Regions from separate parts of the Mus musculus genome. Here region 1 is linked to region 2. Evidence: chromatin contacts called from public HiChIP or PLAC-seq data. All regions are on one chromosome and are shown on one strand. The core of a region is the stretch at or near the end of the contact, and the rest is flanking DNA. Distances in the headings are between cores, read along the strand shown. Region 1 has its middle 87 kb from the start of Gm40061. Region 2 has its middle 19 kb from the start of Rap2b.

Region 1 (5,518 bases), core at 1,791-4,290, 130 kb after region 2:
TTTGAGACAGCATCTCATATAACCCAGACTGGCCTCTATGACCTTGAATTCCTGAGTCTCCCACCTCAACCTCACAAGTGGTAGGATTATACACAAGAATCACCACACCAAGTTTTGGATAAAAATAATCATGTGGATATTGGCTTAGACATTCTTGTTATAACTAATAGCTCCTGACATTTTCACAGGGATACCTCTCATCTCAGGTTATCTCCTGTGGTTCTTGTCTATTAAATTCTTCTCACAGCAATGGAATCTTCTGGTTCACTAACGCACTGGAAAGGGAAAGAAGATAAGTAATTATTGGATAAATTATATTATGAATAAATATAGTGTCTGGTTAGTAAAAAACCATTATCGTTTTTTAGCCTTGATCAAATGAAATTACAACTATATTTCAGAATAAAACCAGGAGTCAGCTATGACAATTAAAAAATTGCTTAGTTCTCAGTAACTTGGTTTCATCTCCCTCCCTCCCTCCCTCCCTCCCTCCCTCCCTCCCTCCCTCCCTCACTTCCTTCCTTTCTTACTTCCTTTCAGTCTGTCTTTCTTTATTCTAAAAAGTAGTTGGGCTATTGAGATGGTTCATTGGAGAAAGGTGCTTGCCACCAAGCCTGACTATCTGAGTTCAATACCCAGAGTCCTCTTGGGGGAAGGACAGAATTAAGACACAAGCTGTACTCTGACCAGCACATTCATTCCACTCATGCTTACTGTTCGGTTTCACCCTCCAGCCCCTGTAATAATAAGTAAACATAAAAACACTCCTTTTCAAGATGTTCACAGTATTTGCTTTTTAACTTTGATATAGATCAATCAAATTATGATATAAACAGTCACTTTTCGTACTTATTTAGTATTGCTACTTTTACTATTCTGTCTAAATTCCACCCCACAGTTACCTGGCAACAGCCAGGTAGGCCTGGCCCACTCTAAAAGGGGCTGCTTGCCTCCTCCTCCCTCTCTTGTTCTCTTGTTTCTCTCTTGCCCTCTTGGGCTCTTCCTTTCCCCCTCCCTTCCATATTCTCTTCCCTCCCTCTCCATGTGCTCATGGCCATGGATGCCTCTATTCTCTCTACTCTCTCTACCTCTCTCTGCTTTTCTCTGACTCTACTACCCTCTTAACTCCCCTCTCCATGCCCTGAATAAACTTAAATATGATGTACATATTCCTATACATATATACCAACAATAAAGTTGAAGATTTTGCAAGCCTGAGAACGTAGTTCAGTAATAGACATGCTTGAGGTCTTGGATTTAATATCCAGCTCAATCTTAGAAGGAGCAAAGAGAGTTTAATGTTTAAATTAGGCACAGGAAAAGGTTTAGAGATGTAAAAATAGTTGACTATGAAAATCTGTCAATGTAATCTACTGTGTAAACAAATTGAAAGAAATAAACCACGTGATTATCTTATTAAATGTTGAAAGGGCCTTTGACAAAATCTAACATCCCTTCATGATAAAAATCTTGGATAGACCAAGGGACATACTTAAAAGCAATTCATAACAAACATATAGGCAACATCAGGTTAAATGTAGATAAACTCAGAGCAACTCCTCTAAAATCAGGAACAAGAAAAGGCTGCCCACTCTCTCCATATCTATTCAATATAGTACTTGAAGTTCTAGCTACAGCAATGATACAACTAAAGGAGATGGAGGAGATAGATACAACTTGGAAAAGAAGAAATCAGAGTATGACTATTTGGCAGATGATATGATAGCGTACATAAGCGATCCCAGAACTTGTATCAGGAAACTCCTACAGTTGATAAATACCTTTAGGAAAATGACTGGGTGCAAGATTAACTTAAAAAATAAATCAGCAACCCTCCTATATTCAAATGACAAACAGGCTGAGAGATAAATCAGGGAAACATCAACCTTCCGAATAGGCACAAATAATATAAAATATCTTGGGATTACTATAACCAAACAAGTAAAAGACTTCTATGACAATAACTTTAATCTTTGAAGAAAGAAATTAAAGAAGTTATCAAAAGAAAGAAAGATCTCCCATGTTCATGTAACAGTAGGATAAGTATAATAAAAATGTCCATCTTATAAAAAAATCAATGTATAGATTCAAAGCAATCCCCATCAAAATTCCAACACAATTCTTTACAGACATTGAAAGTAAATTACTCAACTTCAAATGGAAAAAACAAAACCCCAGGGTAGATAAAACAATTTTGTACAGTAAAAGAATTCCAGAAGTACCAACGTCCTTGATTTCAAGGTGTAATATGGAGCTATAGTAATGAAAGTAATATGGTGCTAGAATAAAAATAGACAGGTCGATCTATGGACAATTGATTTTTGACAAAGAAGCAATGGAAATTGCTTTTTACAATGGTAAAAAGAAAGCATCTTCAACAAATGGTGCTAGTTTCACTGGATGTTGGCATGTAGAAAAATGCAAATAAATCCATATATATCACCCTGCACAAAACTCAAGTCCAAGTAGATCAATATATATGAAAAAGAAAGGTAAACTGAATCTGTTAGTAGAGAAAGTGGGGAATTGCCTTGAACATATTAGCGTAGGAGACAACTTCCTTAATAGACTATTAATAAGACAGGCACTAAGATCAACAATTAACAAATGGGACCTCAAGCAACTGAAGTTTCTGTAAGGCAAAGTATACTGTTAATAAGACAAAGTGACAGCCTACAGAATAGGAAAATATTTTCACCAACTCCACATCTGACAGATGGCTAATATTAAAAATTTATAAAGAATTAAAAAAAAACTAGATACCAAAAAACTAAATCATACAATTAAAAAAGGGTACTGATTTAAACAAAGAATTTTCAAGAATCTCACAAAGCCAAACAATACTAGAAAAACATGTTCAACATCCTTCATCATCAGGGAAATGCAAACAAATCTACATTCAGATGCTAACTTATTTCTGCCAGAATGGCTCAGATCAAAACCACAAGTGACAGCTCATGCTGGCAAGGATGTGGAGCAAGGAGAACACTCCTCCACTGCTGAGGGGATTACCTTAGAAATCAATATGGTATCTTCTCAGAAAAATGGGGCTTGACTACCTCAAGACCTAGCTATCGAAATCTTGGGCATGTACCCAAAGGGTGCTCCATCCTACCACAAGGACACTTGTTCAACAATTTTCATAGCAATTTTATTCGTAATAGCCAGGAAATGGAAAAAACTTACATTTCCCTTTGTTGTGGATAGCCCTGGGGCTAATTATATTTGATGTTAAATCTGTTCTCCTGTTGAGGGGTTGCAAACAAGGAGTGAGTCAGCACTTGGGTCATTTCCTGTAAACTTGCTTCCCACCTTAATTTGCAAAATAAAGGAGAGCTGATTGGGCAGACAAAAGAGAAGGTGGAGCTGGACGTGGGGGAGAGAAGAAGGAGAAAATGGAAGAGGGAGAGGATGCAGAGGAGGAGGAAGAAGAAGAAAAGCTGAGCATAAACATATGGCTTGGAGAAACCACAAGTTCTAAGGGGTCTCATAGATGTGGAAGATGGTAGTGTAGCGGTAGATCTGCCCAATCCAGGTGCACAGCATGTAATCATATTAACTGTGTTGTGTTTTCATTGCTGGGGCATATTTGGGAGGAGATTTATGGCAACATCCCTTCACTAAAGAACAGATAAAGAAGAAGTGGTTCATTTACACGATGGAATATTACTCAGCTGTTTTTTTTTTAAATAACATGATGATATTTTCAGGAAAATAGATAGAACTAGAAAAAAATAATGCCAAGTGAAGTAACCCAGACCCAGATCCAGAAAGACAGACATGGAAAAAAATATATATGTCCATTATAAGTGGATATTAGCTATAAATTAAAGGATAACCATGCTACAATTCATGTAGACTAAGAGAGGCCAAGTAAAAAGGAAGGCTCTAGGAGGAAAACAGGGATCTTCCAGGGAAGGAGAAATATATTTTCTGAGTGGCCTTGGGGTAGGTATGGATGTAAACTGTAGAGATCAGGGGTGGGAGGAAGAGACTACTGGGAAGGAATCTCTAGATTAGTACTAATCTAATAATCTAGCACTAATTACTAGATTAGAATTGTGGAAAATTTTAGGGGCCTTGTAGAAACTTGGTGTAATAAAAGCTTCCTGAAATTTACAAGGTGATCCTAGCAAAGACCTGTAGTGATGGCTTGTACCGGCTATCTTCTTTGACCAAGTAAGCCTTCCAATGGAGAGATTTGAACACCAACCCAGGCACAAAACCTTGGATTTATAATTTATAATCCTGCCCACAACTTGTGTTGGGGTAAAGGTGGCACAGAACTTGTGGTAGTGACCAACCAATGACTGGTCCGACTTGAGACCCATGCTATGAAAAGGAGTCCCTGTATGACATTGCCTGAATGATCACAAGCCCGAGACTGGATAGACCAGAGACCTAGGATCGAACAAAACAAAACTGGCAATAAAAAGTCAATGTAATGATTCCTAGTGATAGCTTGCTATATGCATAAACCAGAGCTTAGTATAATTGTCATCTGAGAGGCTTCATCTAGCAACTGGTGGGAGCAGTCAAACATTATGCAGAGCTAGGGGAATCCTGTGAAAGAGGGGGAAGAAGTGTTATAGGATTCAGAGGGGTCAAAAACATCATAGAAACATTGCCCAAGACTCAACTAACCAGGAGTTCATAGGAGACCGAATCGACAATCAGGCAGCCTCTATGGATCTGACCTAGGTCCTCTCTCTACATATATGTTGTTGTTGTCATTCTCTCTACATATATGGTAGTTTGTCATTCTTGTGGGATTCCTAATAGTCAGAGTGGGACTCTTTTGCCTGATTTGGGACCCTTTTCCTCCTACTGGGCTGCCTTGTCCAGCTTTGAAATGAGGGTTTATGACTAGTTTCATTGTAACTTGTTACATCATGCTTGCTTGATAACCCTGGGAGGCCTGATCTTTTTTGAAGAAAAATGGAAGTGGAGTGGATTAGGAAGAGAGGAGAGGTGTGGTGTGCTAGGAGAAGAGGAGGTAGGCAAAACTGGGGTCGTGATGCAATATATGAGAGAAGAATAAATAAATAAATTATATTAATTAAAATTATTTAGACATTAATAAAGTAATAAAATAGTATAAACTTACAATGAAATATTACAATATATGTGACGATCTCAAACTAGTTCAATATATGCTTACCTTTGATGTAGAAGAGTTAAATCTTCTACACAGCGACAACATTTGCATTCCAAATCACCAGCACACCACTGTTGTTCTTCAATACAGATGAAGAGGGATTATTACCAGTAAGCCCCCGAGGAACACTGTTGATCTAAGATAGTGACTGAAACACTGAGGGGTGACATGTCCTTGATGCATGAGGGAATCGCATGTCCTTGGGTAGATAGACCTGGCAAGTTTTCCTCAACTGCTCTGAGGAGTAACAGTTTACAAATTACAACTTGTTAAAACTACCACCTCACATTCTTGGATTGCAAGAATGTCCTGGGAAGAGAGACTACAAAGGTGATGGTGATTCCCAGAAAACTTTTCCAA
Region 2 (5,944 bases), core at 904-3,403:
GCTGGGACAGAAGCTATTTGGAGCCCCCGTGGACCAATGCCTCCTAACAAGGAATTCTTCTTTTCTACTAAACAAACAACTAGCATAATGCACAACATTCAACTGAACACTTTACATTATTTCCACATTGGCTACTTATGAATTAGAGTATTTCATGAGGCTATTAATATCCTCATATAATTAGTAAAGGAGAATAGGTAATAAATTCCAAAAATAAATAAATAAATACCCAAAGTATATATTTGTTCCTTTTTTTCCCTGTGTATTGTGGTTTTTTGGTAGCATAATATTTCTAGTAAGGTCTAATTTTCAGTAGAAAATTTAATCCCTAAATTAAAACAAAATTAGTCAAAAGGATTCTTTCTCACTATTTAACACAGGATTCCCAAACTTCATAGATTGTTCTTTGAATGTTCTAGAAATACCACAGGTAAAACTAATAATATAGAGTAATTGTAATAGCTAAAAGCAAACTTTGAAGTAAGTCATAAATATTCCAAGGCAATTTTTATTTATCTTTTAATGTTTTATGTGTATTTATTTTATGTGTATGTGTGTATGCCTGAGTATATGTGCATGAACCAAGGCAATTTAAAATGTTTATTTTATGTGTATGTGTGTCTTGCCTGCATGCATACATGTACACCAAGTGTATTCCTGGTATCCACAGAGGCCCGGAAATGGTATCAGAACCCCTTGAACCGTAGTTATAGATGGTTCTGAGCTGTCATCTGAATTCTGTAAATGAAACCCAGATGCTCTGCAAGGATAGCAAGTGTTCTTAACTGCTGAGATATTTCTAAAACCAGACAATTTTATTTTGTGAGACAGGGTCTCATGTAATCAAAGTTGGCCTCAAACTTGCTATGAGGTCACGAATGACCTTTAATTTCTGATCCCTGCCTCAAACCCCTGAATGCTGAGATTATAGGTATGTGCCATATCTGGTTTATCCTATGTGGGATATCATGTTAGACAAGTACTCTAACAACTGAGCTACATCCCTAGCCCTACAAAGCAATTTTTAGAGTTTGTAAGAAAATCAACATAGTAATTTCCTACTTTATAAAATACCCATGCCAAAGAACAATCTTGAAAGGAAGAAAAGTGTCAAAAAAGGTTCATAAAACCATGCTGAGAAACATAAGAGGAGAAGAAACTACTCAATGTATTTTAATTGGAATTAATATTACCAAGCTCCATCAAGCTAGTTCTCACTCCAGGGCAAATTTTGTAAGTATTACTGCCTGGCTTCCGAGTTCCTAAGTCAGCAGTTTAGATACTTGGAAGTAGTATCTCATGGGAGTGGTGACAATGGATGTGACAAGAGAGAGAGACAGAGACAGAGAAACAGAGAGAGAGACAGAGAGGGAGGGAGGGAGAGAGGGAGGGAGAGAGAGAGAGAGAAAGAAAGGAAGAAAGAAAAGGAGAGAAAGAAAGAAAAAAGAAGGAAGGAGGGAGAGAGAGAGAGAGAGAAAGAGAGAGAAGAAATTCTTCAATTGTTCCCTTTCTATCTCCTGTGGCAAGAAGTAAAAGTAAAAAGTCATATGCAAAAGACATCGTATAGAAGTTTCCAGAAATACAATCTACAAGCACTGTATGCAAAGGTATACTTCTCAAGGATCAGATCCTAAAGCCAAAAGGAATTAATTAGTAAAGATATCTTTGAAAGACTGTGGGCCTAATGCCTAACTGTAAATGCCGGTCATGGTGGGATGTGAGGAGACTCGATGAATGGGAGCCATTGTTACTGTTTGCTCTCACCGAACCCGACCCCTTTGCAGAACCAGCACGGGCTTCTTGAACACCTAGTATTCCCCTGAAAGCTCTTGAGTTAAGAGCTTCCTCTCTGTAAATGACTCCACTGGGGATCACAACAATCCCTTCTTCTTTGTGGTTACAGGAGTAGAATACTGTTGGTTAAAAGTGAGTGGGATATGCATGCGGTTTTGGGTACAGTTTGTTTACACGTCATACTTCATAAGAATGTTGCCCCCGGACACAGTGGATGAGACTCATTAAAGGAAGGTGCTGTACAGGAGCTGGGTGAAATCGCCCTGCCCATTCCTCTGGCACAGAGCTAGCTCATGGAGCTAGAGAAACCAAAGGTTAGGGAAAGATGACTTGGCATGACTCAGGTGGAAGGAAGCTGGCAGAAAGGAAATCCCCTAGCATGTTTTGCTAGGTCAGCAGTCCTCTAGGATGGAAACCAGGAAGACTGTGATGTGTTGAGGTAACCCTCCTCTGACTCAGTCTTATTCACACCCACGCCAGACAGTTTCTTGAATCTCCTCTTGAGCAAATACAAGAGCTTTGCAGTGAGTTCTTATTCGAACGGTGTTTGTACTTAGCTTTCCTTATCTGTTTTTCTTTCTCCCCCCCCCCCACCCCCCATTTCTTGAAATGCCTCCAGTAACAATATAAAACGTCAGGATGTAAAACAAAGAAACAACTGATAAGGTCTATTCCTCTTTAAATCCTAAGCATTCCTCCGTGTGAAACATCTTTCTAAGCCCGCAGATACTTGGGAAATTTTGATGAAGGGAAACAGACAGAACTTTCCAAAGCAGAAGAAACCTGAAAATTATTGTCATCAATTCCTCATGTCTATAGATGGGAAGAAAATAAGGAAGGCCTGAAGAGGAACTTACTTGCTGGGGTTACAGTACAGCAAGATATGAGAAGCTAGAGTTTAGGGGGTTGATTACTTATCTTAGTGTTTAAAAGTTTACAAATCTAGAAGACGCCATAGACTTTATGGAGCACAGAGTTTTCAAACTTATAAAAATCTCAGATTTTTAGAATGCAAACTAGCCCAAATGGATTTGCCCTGAGTTTGAATGGCTATCACCATGCAGCTCACCTCAGGCTGTAGGAAGGAAGCCCCAACCTTTAGCCTCATGGTTCTTCTCCAGAGTCTCCTGGAGCTTTGCTCTAAAACAATTTGCAAAGCATCAGTGTTTTCTGGTGTTCTCATTTAATTATTGAGAATTCTAAGGCCCACTGAGGAAAAGTGGAGGCTGAGTGTTCAGGAAATCAGAAGCCAAGTAAGTCACTCTTCGTGTCTTGACCACTTTGGAACCAAAGCAAATGTCTGCATTTAAACTCTGTGGGACAAAGAAAGGGAAACAACGGGTTGGGCATTTCTTCAAGGAGAAGCATACAGACAACATCTTAATCAGAAGTTGTAGGGCCCAGGATACTAGGGTTCCACGTGCTAAAACCAAACTCCAAGTTCTCAGGTTAGACTTCTCACAGAGTGTGTAGTTGAAGTGTGGACCTCTGAACTGGGGTTATAGAAACCACCCTACCTGCCTCCTCCCCTTGTGTCAGCTTTTTTATGACTTTTAGATTGTATACTGTAAAGGCCATAGAATGCATATGATGAACTTTCAGTTGCTCGTCATTCTTAAATGGCCATATTTCATGTATTGAACCTAGGGACTGTATTTGTGATGATCTGGTTTTCATTATATGCATATCTGAAACTCACATTCCAGGCCCTTGGAGAGGGCAGCAGTAACTGCCCTCTCCACGGTTCACTGCACTGAGCACTGGAGAAAGAGACTCTTTGTGTTAAAATGCTGCTATGTGGGGAAAACAAATACCACTTCACAACATGCAGCAAAACTCAGTAGAGGCAGCAAGGGTTCATTTATTAAAGAGCAGCAGTGAGTCATCTAAGAGCCCCAGGTAGACCAGCTGATGCTCCAGATGTTCTGATGAATTTAAATAAATCACTTAGGTTGGTGAAGCTCCAGCTTTCCTTTGGCAGGTCCTGCTCTCCGGCATTGCCCCAGATCAAAGGAAATGACTCATCAGTCAGATCTCACCAGCCTGAAGCAAGCTTCAGACACACCTCAGTGTTTGATGGAGAACACCAGTTTCTCAGCCTGTCAGCTGGGATACTCAAAGGTAGATCTTGAGAATAGTACTTTTCCTTTATATGAAGATCATTGTTCTCTCTCTGGAGCTCAGTGAGGGCCAAGTCAGTGTGCAGTTCACAGTTGAGGCATGGGATAGCACTGTAGCAACCCCATGGGCATGTGTGAAATACAGCCTCATGGAAAACTGGAATCTCTGGAGACTTGTGCCTATTTGGGATATCCCTAGTATCTTAAGGGGGTTAGAAGTGCACATAGACTCCACAGATAAGAGCTGTTCCTTTGTTAATGCATAAGAACTAATCGTTTCTGATTTGTGTAATGAAGGGCTCTGGAGCAGTCCTTAGTGATCTAGCATAGATGTGAGTAGGCAAAGTAAAGAAACAAAAATAAAATAAATGTTATGAGTGTAATAATACAAAGTAAATTATCTTCAGGTACATTGAGGAAATATGTGAGCAAGAGAGAAGAAGATGGAACAGGTAAATGGCTTTACTAAAGGGGAATCTATGGCATTGGGAAGGAAACGAGACGGTCTGTTTCTTCCTCTGTGGGTGCCTGCATCTGACCCCTAAGTGACTCCACACCAGAATCAGCCATCTCCTGAATGGGCCTGGTGTCATCAGACTCAAAAGGTCAGATCATACCATTCCATTTTGCTCCAATTGTGTGTGTGCACACTGTGTGTGTGATTTGCAATCTTGTTACTGTTATAATTCACTCAACTCTAGTAAGAAATGAACTCCTTTCCTCACCTATAAAGAACGATATATAATGAAGAAGCTTTAGCCCAGAGGTTATAGTCAGTTTATTTACTCTATACTTATTCAACAAATACTTATTAATCTCTTAGTAAAACCAGGTCTGGCATAAATGTAAGCAGACGAATTGAGTAAATAAAGCAAGCTTCATGAGTTCTGTTAATATGGCCTGAATGGCCATGATTAGGGGTGTTATAGATAGTTCACATCTGTTGTGATAGATGGGCTAAAAGACCAGGACAAAGAACAACTCTCTTATGGAGAAAAGGCATACTTAACTCACAGTTCTAGGTTAGAGTACATCATTGTAGGGAAGTTATGGCAGCCGTGACTTGAACAGTCACATCATATCCACGGTCAAGAGCAGAGAGAAATCAGTGCATTCGTGCTTCTCTCCCATCAGCCTCCTCTCTACACTTAGGTTTCTGGAACCCAAACGTGTGAGACAGTAGCATTCATAACGGGAAGGTTGCTCACTTCAATTAAAGTAACCAGGAAACCTAGGTGATGGTAGCACCCGCCTTTAATCCCACCACTCCAAAGACAGAGAACAGCCAAGCCTACACCAAGAAACCTTGTCTGAAAAGACAAAAAAAGCAACCAAGATAATGTGCCATACCCCATAGAGAGGCACACAGGCCAACAGGATCTAAACAATCCTTTTAGACTCTCTTCTCAGATGATTCTAGATTGTCTGTCTAAGCCTGAGAACTCAGACTAAGCACTACAAAAATGACATGTTTCCTAGGAAGAGCCGTATTAGCCATATGTGAGCTAGTCCCCACCTCTTTGAAACAATTTGATCAATCTAACTCGTATATCCTAAAAAAAAAAAAAAAAAACACAATTGATCATACATACCTGTCACCCAGCACTGGGCAGGTGAGGCAGGAGAGAATCTTGAGTCCGAGCCCCACCTGAGCTACACATGGAGTCTTATTAAGAAAGAATTTAAGCCACTCTATATTATTACACCTATGTTCAACTAAAATTTATTTATAGATAGTAAAGTTTAAAATTTAAAGTTTTTTTACATTATCATTAAATATACTTCACCTATTTTAACTTACAAAAAAGTTACAAACCATTCTTAATTTGTGGACACTACAAAGGAAGCTGGAAGTCAGATCTGTTCTATCATATGCCCTCTGTCAACTCCTGGCTATGTGGCTCAGGGACAAATCTTTGCTGTTATTCTGAAGGGAGGTTGGTACTGAATCTCTGCCCAGATCTCACATCTGTGTGAACATCTGTGTTAGGGGTATAGATCAGTGGTAGCAGACATGCTTTGCCCTGTCA

Evidence for each region. HiChIP or PLAC-seq counts read pairs in DNA pulled down with a chosen protein or histone mark.
Region 1: a contact with region 2 is called in an HNF4G HiChIP or PLAC-seq map of pancreatic cancer cells. The contact joins two enhancer-like sites. A contact is called at or near these places in 2 of 484 Hi-C or Micro-C datasets (the G1E-ER4 cell line and Th1 cells) and 1 of 115 datasets of contacts at active chromatin or transcription factors (pancreatic cancer cells).

What each region holds. Positions count from the first base shown.
Region 1 is chr3:61,476,086-61,481,603 of GRCm38.p6, forward strand. No RefSeq gene overlaps it. Among named protein-coding and RNA genes, the nearest start is that of Gm40061, 87 kb to the left of the region's middle. Within about 2 kb of position 3,041, at least 6 of the 459 cell types and tissues checked have an H3K27ac peak or open chromatin away from gene starts, as enhancers often do. A contact at or near this core is called in pancreatic cancer cells, where this site is marked.
Region 2 is chr3:61,342,093-61,348,036 of GRCm38.p6, forward strand. No RefSeq gene overlaps it. Among named protein-coding and RNA genes, the nearest start is that of Rap2b, 19 kb to the right of the region's middle. Within about 2 kb of position 2,154, at least 76 of the 459 cell types and tissues checked have an H3K27ac peak or open chromatin away from gene starts, as enhancers often do. A contact at or near this core is called in pancreatic cancer cells, where this site is marked.